Linked DNA regions of Mus musculus: region 1 is linked to region 2. A link is a contact called in public promoter capture Hi-C data. All regions are on one chromosome and are shown on one strand. Each heading gives the region's core, a stretch centred on a gene start, on an enhancer-like site or on the middle of the called end of the contact. The rest is flanking DNA. Distances are from core to core; before and after follow the strand shown.

Evidence for each region. Capture Hi-C pulls out chosen DNA fragments and counts their contacts.
Region 1: a contact with region 2 is called in a promoter capture Hi-C map of liver. The contact joins two enhancer-like sites. A contact is called at or near these places in 3 of 9 other capture datasets (adipose tissue, liver and pancreatic islet).

The regions. Positions count from the first base shown.
Region 1 is chr5:125,320,302-125,327,669 of GRCm38.p6, forward strand. The region is part of intron 1 of Scarb1 (scavenger receptor class B, member 1); the gene reads right to left. Among named protein-coding and RNA genes, the nearest start is that of Scarb1, 17 kb to the right of the region's middle. Within about 2 kb of position 2,985, at least 7 of the 459 cell types and tissues checked have an H3K27ac peak or open chromatin away from gene starts, as enhancers often do. A contact at or near this core is called in liver, where this site is marked.
Region 2 is chr5:125,049,614-125,057,148 of GRCm38.p6, forward strand. Ncor2 (nuclear receptor co-repressor 2) reads right to left here. Exons shown (of 47, transcript NM_011424.3): 18 at 6,120-6,262; 19 at 1,298-1,445. Among named protein-coding and RNA genes, the nearest start is that of Rflna, 50 kb to the left of the region's middle. Within about 2 kb of position 3,683, at least 187 of the 459 cell types and tissues checked have an H3K27ac peak or open chromatin away from gene starts, as enhancers often do. A contact at or near this core is called in liver, where this site is marked.

The DNA.
Region 1 (7,368 bases), core at 1,735-4,234, 270 kb after region 2:
ACGGTGAACACCTCCAGGAATGGAGAGAGCCAAGAGCCCTCAAGACACTAGAAGCGCCCAGCCTAGCCATGAAGTTCCCACGGCTTAAGGACACAAGTTTAGACCTAGGTGACTAACACAGGCCTCTCTAGGAGGCTGGGGCACCACCACTGAAAGAAACACACCCTGATTTCAGCTCTGGTGATGGGACAGACTCGTCCTTGGCCTCTAGCCCTTGGCGGGACGTTTCTGCTGGCCTCTATCAAACTGTCATCCCAGGCAAGATGCAGACACTCCTGAGCCCCATGACCTTCATCACAGATTCCTTTTTGGGGGCCAGTGTCTCTCTAGCCCAGATTGGCTTCCTACTCCCTAGAGTAGCCAAGCAGAATCTGAGATGACAGATAGGGACCATCATATAAAGTTCATGGGGTCCTGGGGGCTGCCCCCGGGGCCTCGTGTGTGCCAGGCAAGCAGCTACAAAGTGAGCCACATGCTCAGCGCAACACAAATGCTCTGAAGAAGTGAAGCCCAAACCTCAGGTTAGCCTGTTAAAGTCCTTCAAGTTCTCAGAGCCTTACTCACAAGCCAGCGAGGCTCAGCAGGCTGCACAGACGGCTCTAGACACAAGTACCAGCCGTTCAAGCTGAGGACCCGAGTGCGGACCCTCGCCCCAGCACCCATGAAAAAGCCAAGTGGGTCATCAAACCCAGACATACAGGTCTATAACTACAGCACTCTGGGCATTGGGATCAGTGGAGAAAGGAGGGTTCCTGAAGCTTGATGGTCAGACAGTCTAGACAATCAGCAAGCTCCAGATTCAGTGAGAGACCCTGAGTCAAAAATAAACTGGCAGGGCTGGAGAGGTGGCTCAGCAGGTAAGAGCACTGACTGCCCTTCTGAAGGTCCTGAGTTCAAATCCCAGCAACCACATGGCTCACACCCATCCGTAATGAGATCTGACGCCCTCTTCTGGAGTGTCTGAAGACAGCTACAGTGTACTTACATAAAATAAATAAATCTAAAGATAAATCTATAAATAATAAATAAATAAATAAATAAATAAATAAATAAACTGGCATGGGAGGTAGGAGAGTGGCAGAGAGCTTAACTAGCACCTACGAAGCTCTGGGCTCAAACTCCGGCACCACCAAATATACATTTACTTATATATATAAATATATATAACATAAATATAGTATACATTTTGTAGATTTATATAAATATATAATTTATATACACACACATAATTTACGATCAAGTGTGGTGGTGCATGCCATTAATCCCAGCACTTAGGAGGAAAAGGCAGGTGCATCTCTGTAAGTTCGAGGCTAGCCTGATCTACATAGTGAGTTCCGAGGCTAGCCTGATCTACACAGTGAGTTCCTGGTCAGCCTACACTACACAATAAGAGCTTGCCTCAGAATAAACAAACATGCAAACTTGAGAATCATGGGGGAGAACACCCAACCTAGACTCTGGTATCCACAAGTACACAGAAATGCACCCACCTACACATATACACACACTCATAGATGTATGCTCACACACACACACACACACACACACACCTCAGAAATGCAAACTGAAACACCCACAGGTCGTCTTCTTCAAGAAGGCTGGTCACACAGAACTCTGAGAGGGTGAATGGACACTTGTGTAACCAGCCTGCTAACAGTAGGCAGCCAGCTGCCTACTCAAACATCCCAGGGACCAATCTGAAGCCACCCAATGTGGCAGGTCCCAGGAAGTGTGTTGCGTATGCTGTATATGGTTGATAGAGTTGGAAAAACCAGGGCATCTGTCACCATGGTAACAGACAAGCTCTCACAGACATTAAACAGGGAGACCAGGCAACAGCAAGGAGCCAGGAGCCAGATATGCACACGGGCAACCCAGATAAGATGGTAACACCTGGCTAAGTGATTGGCCAGTGCTGGGATATGCCACCACCTCCCTGGACACTGTAACCAGAATACTAGAATCTACCTTTATTCCCACAGAAAATGACAGAAAAAGAAGACACCTGATGTCATCTTTGGGTCTGTAGGTCTGTATGCACACACACACACACACACACACACTCGTGCATACGCAAAAACTCATGCACACACACACAAACATACATGTGCACGTACACACACAAGTAAATACATAAACAAAATAAACATAAAACCCCCTGGGGTTTTTTTTTGGGTTTTTTTTGGGGGGGGTGGTTTTTTGAGACAGGGTTTCTCTGTATAGCCCTGCCTGTCCTGGAACTCACTCTGTAGACCAGGCTGGCCTCGAACTCTGAAATCCACCTGCCTCTGCCTCCCAAGTGCTGGGATTAAAGGCGTGCGCCACCACCACTGCCCAGCAAACCCCCTGTTCTTGTGTGATTTTTCCTTGAGACTCTTTCTATTCACCCCAAAGTGACACCTGACCTAAGAGGAGATTCTGGCCCATCAGATGGGGTGCAGCAATGATACTGGGGTCACTTATAGAAGCACGGATGACTCAAAGGCAGCTGTGTGACCCCACCCCATCCCTAGCAACTGCTTACTGCATGGCTACTCCAGGGCACCTCTTCATTCCCACAAGACCCAGTCTTTCAAGGGTCCCAGCCACTAATCACAGAGACTCTGATTTCAAGGTGTCCACATAGCGTCATTGCCTGAAGCGTTCCAGGTGCCGAACCACTCCCACCTGTCTACCCCACCCCCATGCCTCAAACTGTATTGGAATGTACTGGATTCAGAGCCCATGATGGGGCCACAGTAGGTTAAAAAAAAAAAAGGAGGCAATAAATTAGTCAGGATGGTCCCTGATGCGGTGTGACCGGAGTCTACAGCAAGAAGAGCTAGGAGAGAGATACTGAGGATAGCAGCAGGGAGACAGGGAAAGGCAGGCAGTGGCTGCAAGCTAGACAGCAGGAGCAGCCATGGCAGCCAAGGGCATGCAGCCTCCAGAAGAGCCAGAAAGGAAGCGGATGTTGCTTAAGTCACACAGCTGATGGCCTTTCACGATGATGGCCTGGTAAAGCAAGTCACCTAAGGCAGAGAGGTGAGCCAATGGCACTAGGTCACATAGCTGGGAGAAGGCTGAGCCAACACCTGGACCCCAGCCCAAGGCCTCGGAACGTAAGCTCTCACCCACAGTGATGTGGATGGATGGGACTGAAGCAGATGGAAGAACGTACTCAAGATCGAAGCCAGAGAGAGGATGAGCCACAGAGGGAGACACTGACAGGAGGAGACAGGGAAGGAGAGAGAGAGGACATGACAAGTGAGCATGTGTCCACACCCCACAGCACCACGCTCCCCACACCCACAAGAGCCACTAGCTACCTGCTGCCACCGGCTAAAGACAGATAAACACAATGTGACATCTATACCATTAAAAACCGCACACACACACAAAACATTGTCCAGTCACAGAGAGTTAGGAGGCACAGGTATACGCTATTACATAGATGAACTTGAAAAAAACGGGCCACAGCCAGGATGCAAATGTGGTCAGGCTTGGCGGTGCGCATCTGTGGGCCTTGCATGCCAGAGACTGAGACAGAAAGACTGATACCAGGTTAGTCTGAGCTACAGAGCAGGCTTGGTCTCCAAACAAACAAACAAACAAAGCAACGAAAGCAAAATGCCACAGCAATAAAGTCAGAGTTTGTAGACACTAAAGGAAGTTCAAAACCAGACCAAGTCGGATATATAGGGATGGTTCTACAAAAGGCAAGGAGCACCCAAGGGTGGTGGCTCCCTCCAGCAGGGCCTCGGGACCATGAGGCTCCATCTTTTCACCTGGGGCTGATTTAACCTGACGGATGTGTATTATGACCTTTGTTAGAACTTTGTACTATTTCACAATAATAAGAAAGGAAGCGCAAGAGGCACAGTGAGGGCTGGGAACAGACAGGAGAAGGAGATCCCGAGGCCAGCGCAGGTCAGGACCCCAGCTACAATGGAGCACTGGCTAAGATGGGCTCTCAGCCCAGGGGAGCCTCCTGGGCTAAGAGGCCAGATGAGGGGACCAGGGCCAGGGCTTAGAATTTCTGCAGGGCTCAGAGGTCAGGATGGGGGTTGGGGTGGCGGTAGGGAGCAGAGCAGGATGAGCCCCCAGGTCCCACCTTCCTGGGCCTCCAACTCCAGAAGGCCAGCTCTGACATGCCAGGACTCCTACAGCTGCAAGGGTGGGTGGGAGCCCTGAGCTGGCCTCAGCCTGGTCGTCAGAGGGATCAACACCTCTCCGAACATGGAGGTGGGGCTGGGAAAGCCAGGAAACTCAAGCAGAAGCTGGTGCAAGAAACTCTAAGCCCCGCTGCTCGCACTGCCTGCTCAGCCAGGATAACCCTAGGCAGTTTATGTGCAGGGTCTGTGGGAAGAGCACATAGCAACCACAACCAGGGCGCCCTGCCTAGAAGGTGGCCATCAGCTCCTGGGAAACAAGGCTTGCAGAACAGGTGGCAAGAGAGGCCTGGTTGTACCACTGATAGGAGGAAGGAGATCCACACAGGACAAACCTCTAAACTTAACAGCTACAACCAAATATGGACTCTGTGGGCAAGCCTGCCACCCCAGGCTAAAGCAGGAGGACTGAACATCCAAGGCTAGCCTGGGACACTTAGTGAGACTAACTTTAATAATAATATTAGGAAAGAGTTGGGCTTTCAAAATGGCTCAGCAAGTAAAGGTGCTTGCTGTCAACATGACAGAAAAGGGAACTGACAAACTAGGGATGTCCTCTAATCGCTATACAAACAAACAAACAAACAAACAAAAATAAGGGCCAGAGAGACCGCTTAGCAGTTAAAAGCATGGAGTGCTATTGCAGAGACCCTAAGTTCCATTTCCAGTACCCTATAGTCAGGTGGCTCACTAGAACTCTTGCTCCAGGGGATCTGGCGCCTTCATGTGGCCTCCACAGGCACCTGCACTCATGTGCACATACCCACACAAAGACACATAATTTAAAAAAAAAATCTTTAAATAAGTAAGTGTAAAAAGGTTTTTAAGGAGAAAGGACTGGGGATATGGCACATCAAGCAGGAGACCCCAGGTTCAGTTCCTACCCTGGCAGAAAATAAGTAAGACAGATTTGAATGGAAAAAGGACAGAGCTGGAGGCAGAGGCCTCACACACAGGGGCCAGCCTGTAGCTGCAGGCTGTGGGCAGGAGGATAAGTGACCTTGACTCTAACAGAGGTCTACGCACATTCTCTGCAGGGCCAAGAGGTTTGGGTGAGTGCCAATGTGACCCACTGTCCCATTGTGTCAGCGATTTTTCCAAAACAATAATTTTTAAAAGAAAAACCTAGACGTGGGGAGGGAGAACAGCCGGTGGCTGAGTTTACTGGGACATGGCTAGCCAGCAAGGTACTTGGGCAACTGCAGAATCAGTCTTGAGACATCCCCAGCCACTCTTAAGGCTGGTGGGAAAGCTGGGTGTGCCATGAGCATGCCCTGTGACATCTCAGAGCAGGATGTAGAAGAGAAGTCAGTTGCAAGCATTGATGACAGGTCCCCGAGGATGTGTGCATCAGCATACTGAGCGATACTCAGCAGCTTGTTATTCTAGGTGTTTAACAGGTATGATCTCCTCAGACACAGGACACTATTAAGAACACGGTGAAAAGGCACAGAGGAATTAAGGCACTTGCCCGAGGTTACCCAGCAGGGAATTGGCAGAGCCATCCCCCGCAAGGCTCAAGCCCAGAGACTTTCCAATGGGTTTACAACCTTGGCAGTGACCCTCCAGGAACACACTCACCTCCCACCTCTCCTCCAGGCAGACGGCAAACATGTGGGTAGCCAGAGAGCCCAGCTCGGCTTACAAAGAGACACTAGCAGAAGCTCAGCTTCAGTCCCCATACTGCTCCAGAAGGACATGGCGTACCTCAGAGTCTTGGGTAAGAGCCAACAGCTGCTCTGTCTGGGGCGTGAGCCGACTCCTGAGCTATATTGCAGAACACGTCCAGAGCAGATTACCTCCTCTGCATCTGAGCCTGATGCCGAGTGTAGTGAAGGGCGCGGAGGCTTGGGCTGGTTCTCGCTGTTTGCATCCTACGGCGCACTCAGAGCCTCAGAGAAGGCGCATAGAGCTTGAACTTTGGTATACCGGGTCCTGACATCTCTCCTACTTTATCAAAACACCTCCTCCCACTCCTACAGTCAGATGAGAGCAAAGAAGAGGTAGGTGGGAGGGAGCTGGGAGACTGCCCGAAGTCACCAGAAAACAACATGACTAGCCCTCACTTACCGAGATCTCTTATCTTTCCCTAGCCCAGCACCCCACTTCCCCGGCCAGCCTGGCAGTTAACCTGGCCCACGACCAGCTAACACTGGCTACCAACTATGGCCTTGAACAGATCACAGCTCCCTCTGAGATCTGGGTCCTTAAAGAGAAAAATAAAACACAGGCGCTAAGCTGGGCGGTGATGGCACACACATTTAATTCCAGCACTTGGGAGGCAGAGGCAGACAGATCTCTGTGAGTTCGAGGCCAGCCTGGTCTACTGATTGAGTTCTAAGACAGTCAGGGCTACACAGAGAAACCCAGTCTCAAGAAACAAAATAAAAACAAAAACAAAAGCATGAGGGCAGGAGAGATGACTTAGCCAATAAAGCCCCAGCAGCCAAGCCTGCCTGAGTTCAACCCCATGCATAATGGTAGAAGAAGAAAACTGACTCTTGCAAGTTGTCCTCTGCCCTCTACACATGTGTAGTACACATATGGCACCCCTACCCTCCACAATACACACAAATAAACAAACATGTGATTTTAACAAACAAAAAGATGGGCCAGGCACTACGGCACATGTCTTTACTCCCAGGATTTGGGAAGCAGAGGCAGAAGGATTGCCAAAAGTGTGAGGCCAGCCTGGGCTACAGTGTGAGCCCCTGCCTCAAATAATAATAATAATAATAATAATAATAATAATAATAATAAATAGGAAGGAGAAGCAGAAGCAGCCGTAGCCCGTAGCAAAATCTGGGCGTGGTGAAATACTCTAATCCTAGCACTCAGGAGGGAGGTAGAGGCAGATGGATCTCTATGAGTTCGAGGACAGCCTGGTCTACAAAGTAAGTTCCAGGCCAGCCAGGACTACATAGAGAAACCCTGTTTCAAAAAACCAAAATAACAATGAGGATAAGAATGAAATAAAATAAAAAGAGAGAAACCCAAGTAAGTACTTGAAGACCCAACAACCTAAGATTTATAAAATTTACCCTGGCGCGCTGCCTCCCCAATCAAAAAAGCCTGGAGCCAGCGTCAAAAAAAGCACCCATGTACGTACATAAGAGGCAGCGAGCGGAACCTGGGGTGATCCGGTGCTAACTAGGGGCCAAGGGTTCTGTCCTTACTCTGGCTACCTGTCTCCCTTGCCTCCTGCCAACCCATAGAA
Region 2 (7,535 bases), core at 2,433-4,932:
GGGCTACAAACCAATGAGGCCCTAACCAATGTGCCTTCCAGCCTTATCAGTCAGTCCCCAGCCTCCCCAGCTTCTCAGTACCCTTGTAGCCCAGAGCTTGACAGCTCTCCCGGAACAGATATCGGTAACAGCAGCAGGGAGCAGGCCCCAAGCACACAGGGCGTGACCCTCAGAGACCTCAAGACCAGGGTACTTAAGAAGCACAATGACAGGTGAGGAAATCACATAGCCTGGGCCACCAAGTGGGCCATGGCCTCTGGTCTTCCTTTTAGCAGCCCAACGACAGGACACAGGAGGCCAAAGCCACTGAAGTCCTGTGGACAAGCAGGCCAGCCCCCATCGTGAGTGTTGGTGTCTACGACTTGCTGTCAGTTAGTTATGTCTATACCAGAAGCCCTCAGAGACATGAAGGGACTGTGACAACTGTGACTGGACCCTTAAGCACTACATTTGGGCAGGGAAGGAATGGCTGGAGGCCCAGCTCTGCACTGAGGCATTCCACCAGGCACCCATGTGCCCCAGGCATGGTCACAGAGCCTGGACATAGTAGGCACTTTACAGACCCAGACATCAAGTAACAGGAAGATCACTAGGCCCCTTCCCCTGGACGCCAAAGAGACACAGAGCAGAGGGCTATGACCAAGCTGCCAAACTAGGTCTTAGGGACCTGGAATGACTCCACCATGCCTCAGTCACTCCTCAGCCACCTCCTCGGCCTGTGGTGACAGAGACAAGGCCATATATGGCTGCCATGACTGTTACCACACAAGGAAGTCTGAGGTCAAGTGGTCCCTAGCCTGGACCTCAGCCTTTCTAGCCCATTGCTCTTGGGTGGGAGAGGTTAGCTGCCCCAAGAATTCTCGGGTGGTGAGAGGCCTCGGCTGGCCCCGTCTCTGCTCCTAAGCAGATGTGTAACCATCCCCCTCCCCAGGATTTGGGGCTCACAGTCACTCCCCTCTTCTGTGGGCAGCTCTGTCTCCACCACTTCCCCTCCATGCTGTCTATGTCCATGCTCATGAGGGTGGCTGGGAGCCTCAACCAAGAGCCTAGGGCCCAGCCGAGGATGCTGAGACGACTTATGCCAGGCCTATGGAGAAAGCAGGTGAACGAACTATGGGGATCTGGGGCCAGAAGCCTGGGGTCTAGTCAGGGCTCCTCTGTGCTCAGCCCTAGGCCTGGCCCAGGAAAGCAGGGATGCCTAGAAGATGGAGACATAGGACAGTGTGCGTGTGCCTGTGCGTGCGCGTTCACTCCCCCTCCCCTCCGTCCCCACCTCCCAGGACAACAGTGACCTCACCTTCTGCCTCCTCCGCCAGCTCTTCCTCATTGGCACTTGCGCCTGATGCTTCCATCTCTTCGTCCTCAGCGGCAGGTGGGAAGGCTGTCTCCTCGCTCGCCGCAGCTGGGGTCTTCTTCTTCTTCCTCCGAGCGTTCCTCTCCTTCTCCTGGGACAGGACAGTAGCGGTCACGGCTGGGGACGCCCTATGTCTGAGGCCTGGTCCCGGCTGCGAGAGCAGTGAGTTTGGCTGCACGGCTGTGTGGGTAGGTAGCCTTCCCACTCAGCCCGTGGCAGTGGCCATGCAGGCCAGAGCTATTTTTACCATAGACGCTTCATAGCACGGTGTGTCCCAGTGGGACCCTGGGTGCAGGCTGGGCCAGGCCACAGTGTCACAGTGCACACTTTAGGCACAAGTGGAGGGGCTGTGGATACAGACTCAGGGATATATAACATGGCCACTACCCTCCAAAGCCAGCAACACACACCCTAAAGTTTGGACTCAGGGGACTGGCCAGGGACCACAGTGGGATCAAATGGGGAAAAAAAAAAGGGCACAGGCCAAGTCAGCTGGGTGGGTGATCAGGATTCTATAGGAATCGACACTGGAGTCCTTGTCTAAGTGCAGAGGGAAAAATGATCTAGCATGGGGTAAGCCTCTCTCACCCGGGCAAGGCTCTGGCTGAGAGACGCCTATTTACAAAGGCTCTAGGGTGTGGATGAGCCATACTGTCGTCTTGCTTTTCCCTCAAACCACCTCTACTCCCCACACTCAGGGCCTAGCATCACCCTCCCAGCACAGAAGCATTCAAAACCCTCCCCTGGCTGGACTTCCGTGATCCTCCACTGAGCTGGGTCGAAGCCCAGAGCAGCCGAGGCTTCCCTAAGCTTGGGATTCAAAGCAGCAGTCAGGACATGCACTAGTCTTGAAACGATGTAGCCTGGGGTAAGCCTGATCTAGTATGAGGGACAGAATGTGGTCCAGGCGCCCTCATATCTCAGCTGATGCCCTCCGTGCTGGTCTGGCAACATCCACAGGGCTGTCCGAGCGGAGCACAGGCCAGGAGGGAAGGGGTGTGGTGGGTGGAGACATGCTGCAACTGACCAGCTCTTTCAGGGGAAGATGGCAGCGGGGGTCATAGGTTAGAAAAAAACCACCAAGATCAGAAGCTGGTGACAGACCATAGCTCTGCTACACCTGACTGGTGACATTCTGTCCTGGGAACATAGCAGGACCATGCTCTGAGGCTTGCTGTGTCCATTGTCCCAGGATCCTGGGACACAGAACAAAAGGCAGATGTATGCCTGTCAGTCCATCACTGTCTCTATTGCCAATACTAGGCCACAGACTTGTTCTAAGTATACACAGACCTCGTGGACATTTGACTTGCCACCCCCGCCCACACAGGGTCTGGTCTTGGCACCTCCCAAGAGGCCCAGGCTCCAGTCTGCGGGTGCGAGGATGCTGTGGCATGGGGCTGGGGATCCCCTTCCTTCGTCTATCTTTAGCAACAGGAACTAGGCAGCAGGTTGCAAGGACACTCACAGGAAACGGGAGCCCATCAGCCTGGCAGAGTCATGGACAGACGACAGAGCACACCCTGTGTTTCTAGAGCCTATGGGACACCCGGCCCTGTATAGCCCCAGTGACAAAGGGCTGGTAAGCGTGTGTAAGCGCTGTTTTGGAGATATGAACTCACATCACAGATGGCATTTCCTAAGCACCTACTGCACACCAGCAATCTGCAAGGCGTCAAGTCACACGTACACACAGCTACCCTGCCTGCCACACAGCCGTCACCACTCCAGGCAGCCCCTAACACTTGACATCAGCTCCAGATCACTAGTCCTGCCACTCTGCCTAGTCTAAGTCTGCTTCTCCAGGCCCCACGCCAGCCCCAGGGACTTTACACAGGCTGTTCCCTGCCTGAACACCCTTCCCCCAGAGAGCGAACACTCACTTCCTTCAACGTCATCTCCCCAGAGGCCCTCTCTGATTTCCCTGGGGGATTAACCAATGCTCTGCAAAAACCCTCACTCTCTCTGCATCTCTGTCTCCGCACCTCTGGGGCCACAAGCTGGAAGTTACGGGAGTTACAGCATCTTGACGAGACTTATTCCTCGTCAACTGGGACCTCTGCCTGCTCCAACTGCCTCCCTCCCACAGCTGGAGTAGAGTCACCACACACTCCATAACCACGTCATTCCATAAATGAGCCAACACCAGAGAGGATGACACCGACGACTCAGAGACACAAAGCGCAGAGTCAAGGAGGCCCGCCTGCCAGAGTTCAAATACATCCCTGCCTGGAGCGTCTCCCAGCAGCCACAGAGAGAAGACAGCAGAAGGAAGCAAGGCCGGCAGGGCCAGCGCCCAGATGACACACTGAGCAACCTGGAGGCCGAGCCCTGAGGGCCAGGACACAGACAGAAGGGCAGCCTTTGGCCACACGGAGGGGGAGGGAGACCTCAGAGAGGACAAGGCTGCCAAATGTTACATAACCTGCGACATGCAGGCTCCGCCCAAGCTCCCGGTTTCTGATGAGTCTCCAGCAGCCATGTGCAGGCCAGGCCTGGGATGAGAGGCAGGGACACCCACTGACCTCCTGCCTCCCCTGTTCTCTGGGTGGCTGAGGGTGGCATGCCTTCCTGCTTTCAGACGGGGCCGGGCCAGCAGCCAAAGGCCCTAGCCACTGCTTCAGGACTCAGAGAACAGAAGTGAACCTCTTAGTTCTTGTCATTTTCTTTTTGAGACACGGTCCTGTAGCCTAGGCTGGCCCTGAACTCCTGATCCTCCGGGCTCAAGCATCCTTAGTGCAGCTTGGCCTACCCTCTTTACAGTGGCAGCCTGATGCCGAGTGGGTGAGAACAGACAGCCCAGGTCAGGGGCTGCCACAGGCCAGCTCATACACTCATACAACACGGTACTCGCTCTGTACTTCAGGGGCCTCCGCCTCTGCTCACTGCTCTTATCATGATCCTCAGGACCAGCCAGCCAGCTCTTGAGGTTGCCTGGGGAGAGAATCAGCCCACCTCCTCTACAGGCCTCCGCCAGGGCAGCCACCTGAATGACAAAGCTAAGAACGGGGCAGGGGTCCCCTTTCCTGGGCAGCCTGCCTCCATCCCATTCAGACCAGAGTCACCTCAGCTCAATAGCTCACCATGATTCCCACATCCCACTAAGTAGTAAGCTCCTCCAGACACTCCAACCACGCCTTTGCCCACTATACACAAACTCTGTCCTACTCTGTGACCTGGGCCAGACACTGGACTTTCCTCAGTGGAAGGTACCTGCTCCTCATACACTCCTGAAGCAGGTGGGAACTGAGGCCCAGAGGCCAGGCTGTGCGCTCTGAGCACAAGCTACAGGGCCAGAGCACACTCCCACCGGGCAGAGCCCTATGTCCTTTGGAGGGACTCCATGCACGCAGGCTTGCATCCATCTATCACCTGGGATAGACATACCACACCACAAAGACCCTGAGCCCTCTGCCATCTGGCTTTAGCTGGTGGGGAGCTGGCGAATTGCCTAGTGTCCCCTTTTCAAGTACTGCCCTGTCACTTGGGAGGAGCTGTTATCCTTCCCATTTCACAGGCAGAGAAACTGAGGCACAGAGCAGATAAGACTCTTAGCTAAAAAGCCACACAGCCTGTAAGTGGCACAGCCTAGACAAACACACACACACACACACCCCTACACCTATCAGCAGACAGCCCCTTGGTAATTGCTGCATAGTGATCGCAAGGGCTTCAGGTACCTAGAGGACATGGGATGGGTAGCTATGACATCAGTGACAGGGGTATCACAAAGAGCAAGCAGGCAGGAAGCCCCACAGAGGGCCTCCCATTCACGGGCACCTCCTTCCTGTCCGTGTCACTGTCCCCTCCACCTACTTTCTAGCTAAAGAAGTGGCTCAGTAGGGAGAAGCTGGTCAGGTCACATGGTGCTCAGACCACAAGCTCAGACCTGGCCCCTTTTAGATGACTATGTCCTTGGGTCCACTGTCCCACCGGGGGTCATTGAGAGCAGAGGGAGCAGTTCCCTGGAGACATGGAGAGTTGGGCAGTCATATGTTCGGGGGACACGAGCCGTAAGAAATAGCTGGGGCAGGAGGGTGGGCCAACAAGGGTGTCCCTGGATTCCACATGGGTCTTGAGAGGAGCCCTAATGGAGCAATGCTGTGTCTCTGGCTGCTGGACCATGCTCTACCGCACCCTGTGCTGCTGTGTACCCTGCACTGGGCCTCGAGGCTCAGGAAAGAGCAATACATCTTTCACTGCACAGGAACCCACACAACTTTAAAGCCAGGGAACGATGGGCCTCAAGGTGTCCTTCACAAGCCTCACTCAGACCACGGCGGGAGATTGGAGAGGTGGTAGAGCTACTCGGCTCTGAGTTCATACACCCACTTAGGTGGCTGAAGAGCTTCCCTGGTCCTCAGTTTCCCCAGCCCTAACAGGCTGATGACGTTAAGATGGGGTTGGGGAGGATCATGGGAAGGCAGTGCAGTGGCTCCAGTGGCCCTCCTGGCCATGGATGTAAAAAAGGCCCTGCTTAGAGATACAGCTGTCAGTGTGGGCCCCAAGTCTTCCTCCAGCCTCTGTCTTCTGGGACCCTCATTCCCTGTCCCTGTAGCCCGACTGTTCAAAAGGGCAGCCAAGCAGAAGCGAAGCTGCTCACTTAGGACCTCCAGGTCCGATTCCTGGCTGAGTCAGGGCCCAGCCCACCCATCCCTCCCCATGCAGATGCCAGGCAGCCAGGGGCCACATGAGCGAGGCTGTGGGAGGCCTGGCTGGCCCCAGTTCCCAGTGGACGTGGCCACCGAGTTCTGGCCAGACTTACCATCTTTAGCTTGTGCTGCTGAAGGATTTCGTCCAGGTTCTGCCTCTTCTTGTAGTTGAAGTAGAAGTTCTTACACTGGGACACGGTCTTGGAGCCCACCATACGGGCAATGGCTGACCAGTTCCTCCCATGTTCCAGGAGGCCTACAGGTGGAGGGCAGATGAGGGTTCACTACCGTCCAAAGCCAAGGGGGCACAGCCAGGGAGGGACCAGGAAACAAACAGTAACAGGCATGGCCCCAAGCGAGGCCACAGTTAAGATTCTAGGGGGCAGAAGACAGCCTCCCCCCATCCTTCCCTCCCCAGTTGGGCGGGAGCTGTGGTGACCCAGCTCTGACACTGCACAGCTGCAGTGAGGCCTCAGGAGAACAAGCCCGCTTTCCGGTCTCACCATAGGTGAAGGGGAACGAGCCCTGGAAGAGCTCAGGTCAGAGCAAGGCCGAGCTGGGGAGGGGAGCAGGGTGAGCTTGGGGCCCCCCCACACCTCAAGAGCCACACCAGACTCAGGGCCCACCTGGCACTTAGCAGTCACGGGTGGATCTGTCTCAAGTCACAGCTTGAGACCACATGGTGGGACAATCTTCAGATCTGCGGAGGCCCCCCTCAACCCCTCCCCAAGGCCACAGACCTCATGGCTCACAAGCTCTGAGGCTACAAACCTTGGGCTATACTAGAAGGCTGTGCACCCTCAGCAACCTTCAATGAGCCCCAGCTCCCTTGAAGGCAAAGCTGGCCATTTTCCCATGGCAGTGCCAGAAACCTGCCCCTGGGGATGGAGGTTAGGAGGCCGGCGCTTCGGCGGAGCTTCAAAGCCACTTGTGACAAGGCTAAGTCCCATTTCCTACCACCAGGCTTCAAATCATGTTCTTCAACACAAGTCAAAGCAGAACAAGAGGCTGTAACTACGAATTGCAGGGGGCGGGGAGGGCAGGGGAGGGGGCCCACCCCCTTCTCACCACCCCCTCATTCAAACCCCAGTTGGTGGCTCACTACAAACAAAGGAAACAATAAAACCCCCAACACACCAGCAAGTGACCCCCTAGGTCTACATGGCTTTGAGTCAGTCTTGCCCCTCCCCCACACCCTGGTCAAGACTGGAATTCTTGAAGGTTTCTCACCCACCTCACCCAGCTCAGGAGTGGGTCTGAAGCCTCAGCTTCCCATAGTAGCAGCATTGGGGGGGAGGGGGACGCGCCATGGTTTGGGGGAGGTGCGGGATAGCCAGGCCACCTGCTGGCCTACAGTGACCACAAGAGCCACGTGGCTCCAGAGCAGCTTCTCAGGGCTCCTCAAGGACAGGAGGCAGGGAGGGCCAGGGCTCAGGATCAAGTGTAACTCAGCCCCTGACCTTTCCCTCCACCCGCGCCAGCAGCAGCTGCCACTTCCAGAACCTGGCGGCTGGGGCTGCGTTTATTTA